3 separate regions of the Mus musculus genome follow, and all the other regions are linked to region 3. Evidence: chromatin contacts called from public HiChIP or PLAC-seq and capture Hi-C data. All regions are on one chromosome and are shown on one strand. Each heading gives the region's core, a stretch centred on a gene start, on an enhancer-like site or on the middle of the called end of the contact. The rest is flanking DNA. Distances are from core to core; before and after follow the strand shown. Region 1 holds the start of Tnrc6a (trinucleotide repeat containing 6a). Region 2 holds the start of Slc5a11 (solute carrier family 5 (sodium/glucose cotransporter), member 11). Region 3 holds the start of Nsmce1 (NSE1 homolog, SMC5-SMC6 complex component).

What was found. HiChIP or PLAC-seq counts read pairs in DNA pulled down with a chosen protein or histone mark. Capture Hi-C pulls out chosen DNA fragments and counts their contacts.
Region 1: a contact with region 3 is called in an H3K4me3 HiChIP or PLAC-seq map of embryonic hindbrain, with 15 times the contacts expected there. The contact joins the promoter of Tnrc6a here to the promoter of Nsmce1 in region 3. A contact is called at or near these places in 3 of 39 promoter capture datasets (cranial neural crest, liver and pre-B cells), 1 of 484 Hi-C or Micro-C datasets (B cells) and 3 of 115 datasets of contacts at active chromatin or transcription factors (astrocytes, embryonic hindbrain and large pre-B cells).
Region 2: a capture Hi-C map of embryonic stem cells shows a contact between it and region 3, with 5 times the contacts expected there. The contact joins the promoter of Slc5a11 here to the promoter of Nsmce1 in region 3. A contact is called at or near these places in 3 of 39 promoter capture datasets (cranial neural crest, hippocampal neurons and stem cell-derived epiblast-like cells), 2 of 115 datasets of contacts at active chromatin or transcription factors (large pre-B cells and stem cell-derived neural progenitor cells) and 1 of 9 other capture datasets (embryonic stem cells).

The regions. Positions count from the first base shown.
Region 1 is chr7:123,122,405-123,125,710 of GRCm38.p6, forward strand. It overlaps Tnrc6a (trinucleotide repeat containing 6a), which reads left to right and starts at 1,481. Exons shown (of 24, transcript NM_144925.3): 1 at 1,481-1,928; 2 at 2,264-2,311. The coding sequence starts at 1,924.
Region 2 is chr7:123,213,559-123,216,913 of GRCm38.p6, forward strand. It overlaps Slc5a11 (solute carrier family 5 (sodium/glucose cotransporter), member 11), which reads left to right and starts at 1,308. Exons shown (of 17, transcript NM_146198.2): 1 at 1,308-1,439.
Region 3 is chr7:125,490,015-125,493,185 of GRCm38.p6, forward strand. It overlaps Nsmce1 (NSE1 homolog, SMC5-SMC6 complex component), which reads right to left and starts at 1,429. Exons shown (of 8, transcript NM_026330.4): 1 at 1,399-1,429.

The DNA of each region.
Region 1 (3,306 bases), core at 231-2,730, 2.4 Mb before region 3:
GGCTTGCTCCCCATGGCTTGTAGCATGCTTTCTCATACAACCTGGGATGGCCTCTAAAGAGCTTCCATATCAACTATTAATCAAGAAAATGCCTATAGAGTTGCCTACAGCAATTTGATGGGGGCATTTTCTCAGATGACTCCATCTTGTATCAGTTTAACAAAGAACCTAACCAAAGTTGATCCTGTGTGTGTGTGTGTGTGTGTGTGTGTGTGTGTGTGTGTGTGTGTTATAGATCACTAGAACTCAGGAGAGAGAGATAGGCAGATTTCTGAGTTTGAGTCCAGTCTGGCCTACATAGGCTAGCCAAGGATATAGAGTAAGACCCCCATCTCAAATAAATTAAAATGTAAAAATTACTAGCATTTATTTGTTATTCTTCATTTTGCAATTTGTAATTTTTTTCCAAAAAATGTTTATAGGGTGTTCATAAAATTAAGAACACCAAAAGAAGAAAAATGCAAAACAGACGTTAACATGCTGGCTAGTTCCTTTCTGGGCATTCATCCACTCATTAGCTAACTACAACACACATTTCTCCTAGAGCAGAAGCAGACAATCACAGAGCTTGTTTCATGGGAGAGACTGGAGCAGGTTTAAACCAGTTAAAGGACTTAGAATAGAAAAGGGCAAAAGAAGGTTGTCTGCAGAGCGAGTTTTCTGAGAAAGTAAAAGGGAGTAGATTTTAAGTAGAGGAGAAATGTGCAGATTACTAGCATTATATGCACCGAATATGTATGTACCTATGTGCATTATAATATCTTAATGCATTATATTGCAGCATCCCCCTTTGGGTATGTATCTTATTGTATTTACAATCAGGTATGTGTCTATATTGTAATTTAAGAAAATAATTGTAATAATTGTATCTTCATGTATTATATTACTGTATCTTATTTTATCTACATGTAGACTTACATACTTTACCTACAGACATGTATCTTACAGTGTTCACATGTAAGAATTTTTGGGTGTTCACATGTCTTTCTGAGAACTAGTATGGCATCTGCGTTTCCATTCTTTTATTGTAACCAAGACCCCAGGTATTGCAAGTAGCTGCGTTTAATGCCACCTCATAGCATTAGATGTCGTAGCTGGCTACAGTTATTCAACCTTTCCTGTGCATTTGAGTTAATATCTTGATTGTGAAGTACTTAAAAGTGATACCCAAATGGTTATTTCTTGAGCAGAGAAATTCGTGCAAGTGGAATTGCTGAGTCAAGGGTGTGTAAAAATTTGAGGCACAAAAATAAAAAAAATGAAACTTCTGGGATGCATTCTTCACCTGGGAAGAGGCACAAATCGAGAGGTTAAATAAATGTGGCTGAAGGTCAAAAGTAATTAGATGTGGGTGAATTTAAAAAACGGCGCGGGCTAGTCTGGCAGCGGCAGGGGTGGAATTTGCGGTTTGCTGGATTTTTTTTTTTTTTTTTTTTTTAAAGGCGTGTTTCTGTAAGGGAGGGGCCGGGCCGAGGGGAAGGAAACTTGTGTCGCAGTAAAGAAGGAGGAGGGGATGGTCCGAGGCAAGCCCGAGCCAGCCTCGGCGAAAAAGGCCGCGCTCCGCTCTTGCCAGGCCCCAGAGCCGCTCGTGGGGAACCTCGGAGTTCCCCGACAGCTCCGGCGAAGTCCTGGACGCGTCAGACAGTTGTCAAGTGGCTGCCTCGTCCGGCAGGCCTAGTTGCTAGGACCTCCATCTTGGGGCTCCCGGGCCACGGCGCCCCCGGAAGGGGTTGCGAGTGGGGCATTCACTTCCGGTCTGGGGCCTGCGGCGGCAGCGGTGGCGGCGGCGGCGGCGGCGGCAGCGGGACGGTGTAGAAAATGGCGCTGGTGCAGCGGCTCGGGCCTGTCCCCGCGGCGCTGCGGAGGGCTTGAGGCTCGCGAGCCTCGTTCCCCGCGCCTCACGCGCTAGTGCACTTTACACACATGAGGTGAGCGGACCGGAGGGGAGGCTCGCTCGGGGGGCCAGGAGCCAGCCTCCGGCGCTGCCGCAGGACCCCCTCGGGCTGATGGGCGGCGGCGCGGGGCAGTCCCCGGGGGGACGCGGGCGTGGGCGGGAGTCCCGGGCGGTCCGGGAAGCTTGGTCCGGCGCGGGCTACGGCTCTGGGCTCGGTCGCCCTGGGCTCGGCGGCCCGCAGCGCTGCAGCCCGCAGCCCCGCCCCTCCCCCACCGCGCGGGCGCTCTGCCGCAGCAGCTCCGTTTTCACGCGCATCCCCTCCCCCCGTTTTTTTTTTTTTTTTGTGTTTGTTTTTGTTTGCTATTTCAGAGAATTGGAAGCTAAAGCTACCAAAGACGTAGAGAGAAATCTTAGCAGGTAAGATGGGCGAGCCTTCGGTCTCCCGCCCCTTTATAATCGTGTGTTTCCACTCTGCTTCGCTCTTCCTGGGTTTACGGACCCCCCCCCCCCAACCTCCACCCCCACCCCCCAACCCCGTGTCATTTGCTTTCGCACTCACGGAACAGACATTCGGGAGAAACGGCCTCAGGGAATATTGCATGGGGGGGGCATTGCAGGGAGACGCGTAATTACGAGTGTGTTCGTTCTTAAAAAGAAAAGCAAAAGGCAGTTCTTGTAAACTTAGTTAAAGCATTCTCACCCTTTTAGAATTTAATTAGGGGACTTGTGCATTAATTACTATTGTAAATGGTTGCAGGCATTGTGTGACTCATGATTGAGGCGGCCCTTATGGCGGGCTGTCAAACTGTTTTGGCTTCCCCGTTATTACTTTGTAGCTAAATTGTTGCCTTTATAAAAAGATACTATGTGTTCACATTTTTTCCTCTCTGTCTCTGCACATTGTAGTCAGGCGGATTCTGTTGCATTGGAAACAGTTTTGTCCTTGAACTTCATGAAGCATAAACTGCGTTTTGTTTTCCTTTGAAACTACATTTTAGTCTGTGTTCAGTGTGTGCTCTTTTTATCAGTTGGGAAAGTAATTAAAAATTGTTACCAGTAAGTGATTATCACTTCTGCTGGGTCTGAGTGCTTTTGCACTGGTAACTGGTAAGCATCAAATACTACCTCAAAAGAGAAGTGGGGTTTTTTTTTGTTTGTTTGTTTGGTTAGGTTTTGTTTGTTTGTTTGTTTTTTTGTCTCCTACCCCGAAGTAATGCATTTCTGGAAAACGTTTAGTTCTATTGAGCTGTAATTTCTAAATTATCAGAGAATTGTACTATACTTGACCCGTTTTCAGATCCACGTTTAAACAGACTTTTCCTTTACCTATTTGTTTTTGCATCATATTTAGACACTCAGAAACTTACAGATTAATACAGTAAAAACAACTTCCATTTGTTTTAGGTCTTAAT
Region 2 (3,355 bases), core at 58-2,557, 2.3 Mb before region 3:
CCTCAAACTCACAGAGCTCTCTGCCTGCCTCTGCCTCTGCCTCTGCCTCTGCCTCTGCCTCTGCCTCTGCCTCTGCCTCTGCCTCTGCCTCTGCCTCTCTGCCTCTGCCTTTGCCTCTCTGCCTCTCTGCCTCTCTGCCTCTCTCTCTGCCTCTCTGCCTCTCTCTCTGCCTCTCTGCCTCTCTGCCTCTCTCTCTGCCTCTCTGCCTCTCTGCCTCTGCCTCTGCCTCTGCCTCTCTGCCTCTGCCTTTGCCTCTCTGCCTCTGCCTCTCTGCCTCTCTGCCTCTCTGCCTCTCTGCCTCTCTGCCTCTCTGCCTCTCTGCCTCACTGCCTCTCTCTCTGCCTCTCTGCCTCTCTGCCCCTGCCACTGGAATGCTGGGATTAAGACATGTGCCTCTACACCCCTCTGCCTCCTCATTTTTGAGACAGTCACTGAAATTGAAGTGTACTGATTGGTAGATGGGCTGGTCAGTGAGCATGCCATCCTCCTGGCCCCAAGCCCCTAGTGCTGGGGTTACAGACATCACATGGTACCGGGGATCCAAACTCAGGTTCTTGGGCTTGCACAGTCCTCCTCTTTTGTTTTCCTTTTAACCCATCCCATAGGATGCTGCTGCCCACATTGAGGGTAGATTCCCCTGGATAAACCTCTCTGGAAACACCCTGACAGACACATTCTCAGGTGTCTCCTAAGTGATTTTTCACCCAGTAACACTGACAGTGACTTCAGCGTAGCAGCCTGCAAATGCTAGGAATGAAATGAAACTGTTTGCAGCCCTGAGCAGCTGGAAGCCTCACAGCTCTTCCCCTGCCTGCCCTGGAGCCCTGAGCTGTGGGAGCTCTGTCCAGGGCTTGTTTCCTCCTGACAGTTAGTCTGGATGCTGTGTGTCTGTCCTGCCTTGGTCTGAGACTAAACACAGCTGCTGCTGCACTGGGGCTGCTGCTCTTCTGGGCGTGTCCCTTTTATCTCCTGCACCCCCTTCTCCCCCTGCTCCTCCAGCTGTCTTAAGGCTGCCTGCTCCCAGAGTGGAGGGGAGGCGGGCGGGAGGGAGAGTGAGTGAGCGAGGCAGCCCAGGACCCAGGCTCCAGTCTCCCCTGCCTCTCCAGGCCATGGGCCCCCTGCCAGGTAAGGGCACTGGCCAAGGCCCAATGAGGGCAGGGCAGGCCCCTTTCCTCACGGGGCCTGCTCAGAGTTCAAGGGTTCTGGAGAGATCATCCAGGCTTCCTTTAAACTGCTGCTGCAGCTGAGGCTAGAGTTTGGAGTTTGACCTTTGTGGAACCTTTCTCAGCAGCAGGCAAGAAGGCAGGGTCTCTGCTGTCCTCTGCTGCTCCCTGCTGCAAAGGACAGGACATCCCAGGGGTCTCCCTTTGCACAGCCACTGCCTTCGGCCTCTGAAGTCCCCGAGACCCTAGGGCAGTAGAGCCTGCATCCTGAAGAAGGTAAGATTCCCTCCTTCCTCCCTGAGACACCCACTGTCTAAACTGGGAAGCTCCTTGGGTCCGAGGACTGGATAACCACTCTGGCCTAGCTCTCATCTGAGAAGTTTCGTTTGCTCCTGGCCTACAGAGTGTGGTTTGGGGTGGTGTCAGCAGCTGACAGCATAGGCCAGGGGTCTCAGCTCTTCTACTCAGGAACACTGAGGCACAAAAGCTTCATGTTCTTTCTTTGTCAGATGAGAATTTGGAGGTCAGCCTGGCCCAGCCCTCAGGTGTGGCAGAGGAGTCTGCAGCGATAAGGAAGGGGAAAGCATCGCAGGTCCCAGGAATCTGGAAGGCTATCCTGCTGCTGTTAATTAGCAAGGCAAAGGCATGCCCTACCTGCACAGCCCACCTAAGGGGCTGGATCTCTTCCAACTGCACAGCTGCTAGGGAGGGTGGTTAAACAGATGTCCCTTAAGGCCACTGAACAACTTGTTCAAGGTGACACAAGTGAACAGGGCAAAGCTGATGGTCTGAAAGGATGGTTGATAGCTGATTCTGGAACTCTGCATTTGACAAGGGCTGCCCTTCTGGGATATTTGTTTGGAAGATTGGTGTTTATGGAGTGTCTGCTTTGGGGGCACAAGATAAGACGGGCTAGTTACCTCTGCCTTCCTTCTGCTCACATTACTGTGAGACAAGGAAGTACGGGAGAGTTCTACCAACCATGTGCTAGGTTTCATTATACTGTGAGCAAAATGCCATTTGATATGAAAGGGTCCTGACTTAGAATGAGGCCCGGAGAGGGCAGATGGGATCTATAGGTGGGACAGGGAATGGAAGCCAAGGACCCTGAGCTCGTAAGCAAGCTTTCAAAGAATGGATGGAAACAAGCAAGTGAATTGTTTTGTGTTCAGATTCTTCTCTGGCTTCCATAACAGGGAGAAATCTAAGGAGGAATCTAAGGAGGCAGCAGGCAGGAAGAGAGTAGCTCCTTGATCTGGGCTGGACATAAGTGAAGGTGGTTTGTTAGGATGAAGGTGACTTAAGGAACACGGACAGGTTCAAGGCATGTTTTGGAAGTAGAGGAAAATAGAACTGCAGGTGAATAGATGTGGGGAACTGAGAAAGACATGGTCAATTATTTGATAGATGCTTGCATGCTATGACATCTTTGGTTCTTAGATATAGTGGTTGGCACACTAGGATGCTCAGATAGTCCTTGTTGGATGTCTGGCTGGATATATAGGTGGATCATGGATGGACGGATGGACGGACGACTGATGGATGGATGGATGGATTCTTAGGGGTAGACATGTGGAAGGATGGCTGGGTAGACAGATGGATATATGGATGTACGAATGTACGGATGGATGAATGGATGGATGGATGGATGGATGGATGGATGGACATATGGATTCTTAAGGGTAGACATGTAGAAGGATGGTTGGGTAGACAGATGGTTATATGGATGTACAGATGGATGAATGGATGGATAGATGGAGGGACAGATGGATTCTTGGATGGGTAGACACATGGAAAGATGGATGAATAAACCAGTAGATAACTGGGGTTGTGGGTGGATGTGACTTAAGGATGCTTTGGGCTTCAGTTAGTGTCATAGCCAGAGTGTCAGAGGCACCTGCCATCTGCTGAAGAGCTTGATATCTGGCCTGTACTTGGTAATTTTGGACATCTGTGGGCATCTGTGAGAGATGCCATGTTGGCCTTTGAATGAACATGTCTGGGTTAAATAGATGATCTTGTGACTCCTGTTCTCTGGTATTTTGGGACAGGGTCATCCTAGAATGGGATAGGTAGATAGAGAAGACTCATCCAGTTCCCAGTACTCCCATCTCTTACCCCCTGTAGCCCATTAGGGAAAATTGCCTTGCTCTCCCATACTTTGAAATTCTTCCCTTACCACCAGAACTGTG
Region 3 (3,171 bases), core at 179-2,678:
GCAACTCAGTGAGGCCTATCAACAGCAAGGAAAACAGAATTCAGAGTAGTGGGAAACTTTGTAGAGGAGATTCAATGGGGGGCTGGGGGTATGGAATAATACGTTTCTTAATCTGGTGGTGCTACACCTGAGGTGTTCATTTTATCTTCATAAGTATGTTACAAAACAAAAATACTTAAAGACAACTTAAATATTAATTAGAGAAGAGTGGTACAGAAAAAGTTCAAATGGTGTGATGTGGGGAAAGGGGTCAGAAAATGGGTGTGGAACCGATCACAGGAGCCATGCTTGTTTGTGGCTAGGATGGCAACTATCTGCAATGAGGGACTCTGCAGAGAGGATTAACCATAGATAGGTGCAGCCCACTCAAAGGACTTTAAAACCAAGGCGTTTACAGAATAAGCAATGCTTGGGTACAGCATGGGTGGCCTGTGCTAGGCAGTGTTAATCCGCTGATGGCACAGCCTGGTTTGAAACGCACCAGAACCTCATGAGGAACAGTGTTCCCCAGGAGGGAGCTGGGGCTACAAAGGTACACAAGTGATGGCGATAGTGACGGACAGTACTGCAAAAGCAGTTTCTTTTAAGGCACTGCCAGTCCCAACCGTGGTTGCTGGGCAGTGGTGGTGTACACCTTTAATCTCATCACATGGGAGATAGAGGCAGGCAGATCTGAGTTCAAGGCCAACCTAATTTACAGAGTGAATTCCAGGACAACCACGGCAATAAAGAGAAAACCTGTCTAGAAAACATAACCACAGATGATTAGATAGATTGCTTAGATAGGTAGGTAGATGATAGGCAGACAGACAGAACAAACCATGATCTAGGTTCCTTCTCTAGACTTCTCCAGTCTTGGTCTGGGTTAGAGGTGTTATTTATGGTTATCAGTACGAAATGCAACAAAACACAGAGCACAGGAATCCTATACTTTTCCAAAATCGGACAAACGGATGATTCTGAACACATTTAGCCTCAGGCTTTCAAATGCTGGCTCCACAAACAAAACAAAAAGGGGGGGGGGGAGTGGGGAGGCGGGGCACGCAAGGGGAGGGTGTGGTCGTTTTGAACAGAAGGGTACAAGTGGCTGTCACCAAACAGTGTCAGTGACAAGGCACACTTTCTCCGCCTGACCCATCAGGCGATCGGGAGTCAGGAGCTACAGGAGTTCCAGGTCAGCCTAGGCTACATGGTGAGAGCATGTCTCGAAAAGACAATTTTTTAAAATTTAAATTAACAAATAAACAACTTATGTTGTTATAGAGCTGTTCCAACCCCTGCCTTTTGCGGGCTTCAATATCTCGTCAGCGCCAAAGCCCGCGCCGACCCCATGGTCGATCCCGTTGCCCACAGATGCCCGCTCTGGTCCCCGCAGCACCCCAAAGCCTTCATACGTACCGCAAACCAGCGAGATCACGCCGGAAGCCATATCGGAGCCCGCCTCCAGGGCGGAGAGATCGCCAGACTGGAGCTCCTACTGGTGGGCTACGCGCATTCTCCCGCTCACCAGCGGAGTACTTCCGTTTTCCCCGCCCGCTCTGTTGCTATGGCGCCTTGGCACCTGTGAGCCGCCTTCTGAGCTACGCGGTTTCCCGCGCGGTTTTCGTACTTCCCGGAACGGCTTCCGCCGCCCCCGCCTCTCGCTCGCTGGAGGAGAACCCACGGCGGGACGATCCACGGCCCACGGCCTGTGTCGTAGTAAAACTACTGCAGGCTTTAGACTGGAGACGAAGAATGGCTTTTGTTTTCCTGTGGCCTGAGCTAGAAACTTGGCTCTGCCGCTACTGGTTGAGCGGTGACCTTTCATGGAGCTACTAAGTGGAGTTAAAACAGCCGGTTCTGGGGTCCGCGAGCGTAATCTGTAAAGTGCTTGCTGCCCAGGCAAAGAGAGACCTTGTATCAAAAAACAAAGTGGAGGCCTTCCGAGGAACCACATCTTGCGTAGACCTCTGGCACACACACACAGAGGAAAAAGCATAAGAGACGATCTCACACACACACACACACCAGTCCTGAATACGAGATTTAAAAGAACTAATTGTTCCTATGCAGCACACACACACAGAGGAAAAAGCATAAGAGACGATCACACACACACACAGAGGAAAAAGCATAAGAGACGATCACACACACACACCAGTCCTGAATAAGAGATTTAAAAGAACTAATTGTTCCTATGCAGGTGACCCCTCTGGCCTGCTCTCAGGGACCTAGCGGCTGCTTAAGTCTTCACCCAGGTGCGTGTTGTGGAGAAAAGGCCTCCACCCCAGCCATCCTAGGACTCTCTTCTCTGTCGCTCTGCCTTCTGTTTCTCTTTTGCTAGGCTCTTTTTCTCCGGGTCTCATGGCGACTTCTTTGGCCTCGTTCTCTGAGACCGTTGAAACTGCCCGAGAGTTGCTCCCGGTAAACCTGCTTTTATATTTTTAATTCAGCATGATCTGGCTTATTACGTCAGCGGAGACATTTACTACCTGGGGCAGAAACTTTTTACTAATGTGCAGGGAAAACTAGGACGGCCGCCGAGAAGTGTGGTGTGGTACTGCCTTAGCCACTCTCATCTAAGAATTGTGAGGCCTGATGAAATTGCCACAAGGGTAACTTCAAAGAAATCACTTCTGCCTGCTCAAGGCTTTTCCTTTCCGAGAATTCCAGATGCACGTCTCAGAGCTGGAAATGCAGCCTCGCCCAGGAAAAGTGACTAATTATACAACCGTACGAAGTGCACAGTCCAATCTCTGAAAACATACATGGCCTCTCACCACCCCTGGAGTCTTGGACAGCTTCTTATCTTCTGGAGAGCTCTTCAACTGAGTAGGGAGACTAACAATACAGAGGTCATTAAAAGCTTCATCTCTGGAGGTGGAAGGCCAAGGTCAAATCCTGGTTCTTGAACCCAAACTCTCTCATCTCTAGGACAAAGCACTCCGCCAGCCCTAGCCTTATCCTGGCCATTTATAAAGAACCATAGTATCAAACTGAGGACAGGGTTATGAAGATGAACTGTGAGCCACTGGGGGTGGGGTGAATAATAAATTCTTGGTAACTGAACTATCAATGACAAAAAACTTTGTATAAACTCTGAAAACAGCCCTCATGGGAAGCTCGAACAGTTGGTTTGCCCTGAAGTCTTAAAAAGCCTTTCAAACCATTGTCAGTATTCAAAGTCAAGGG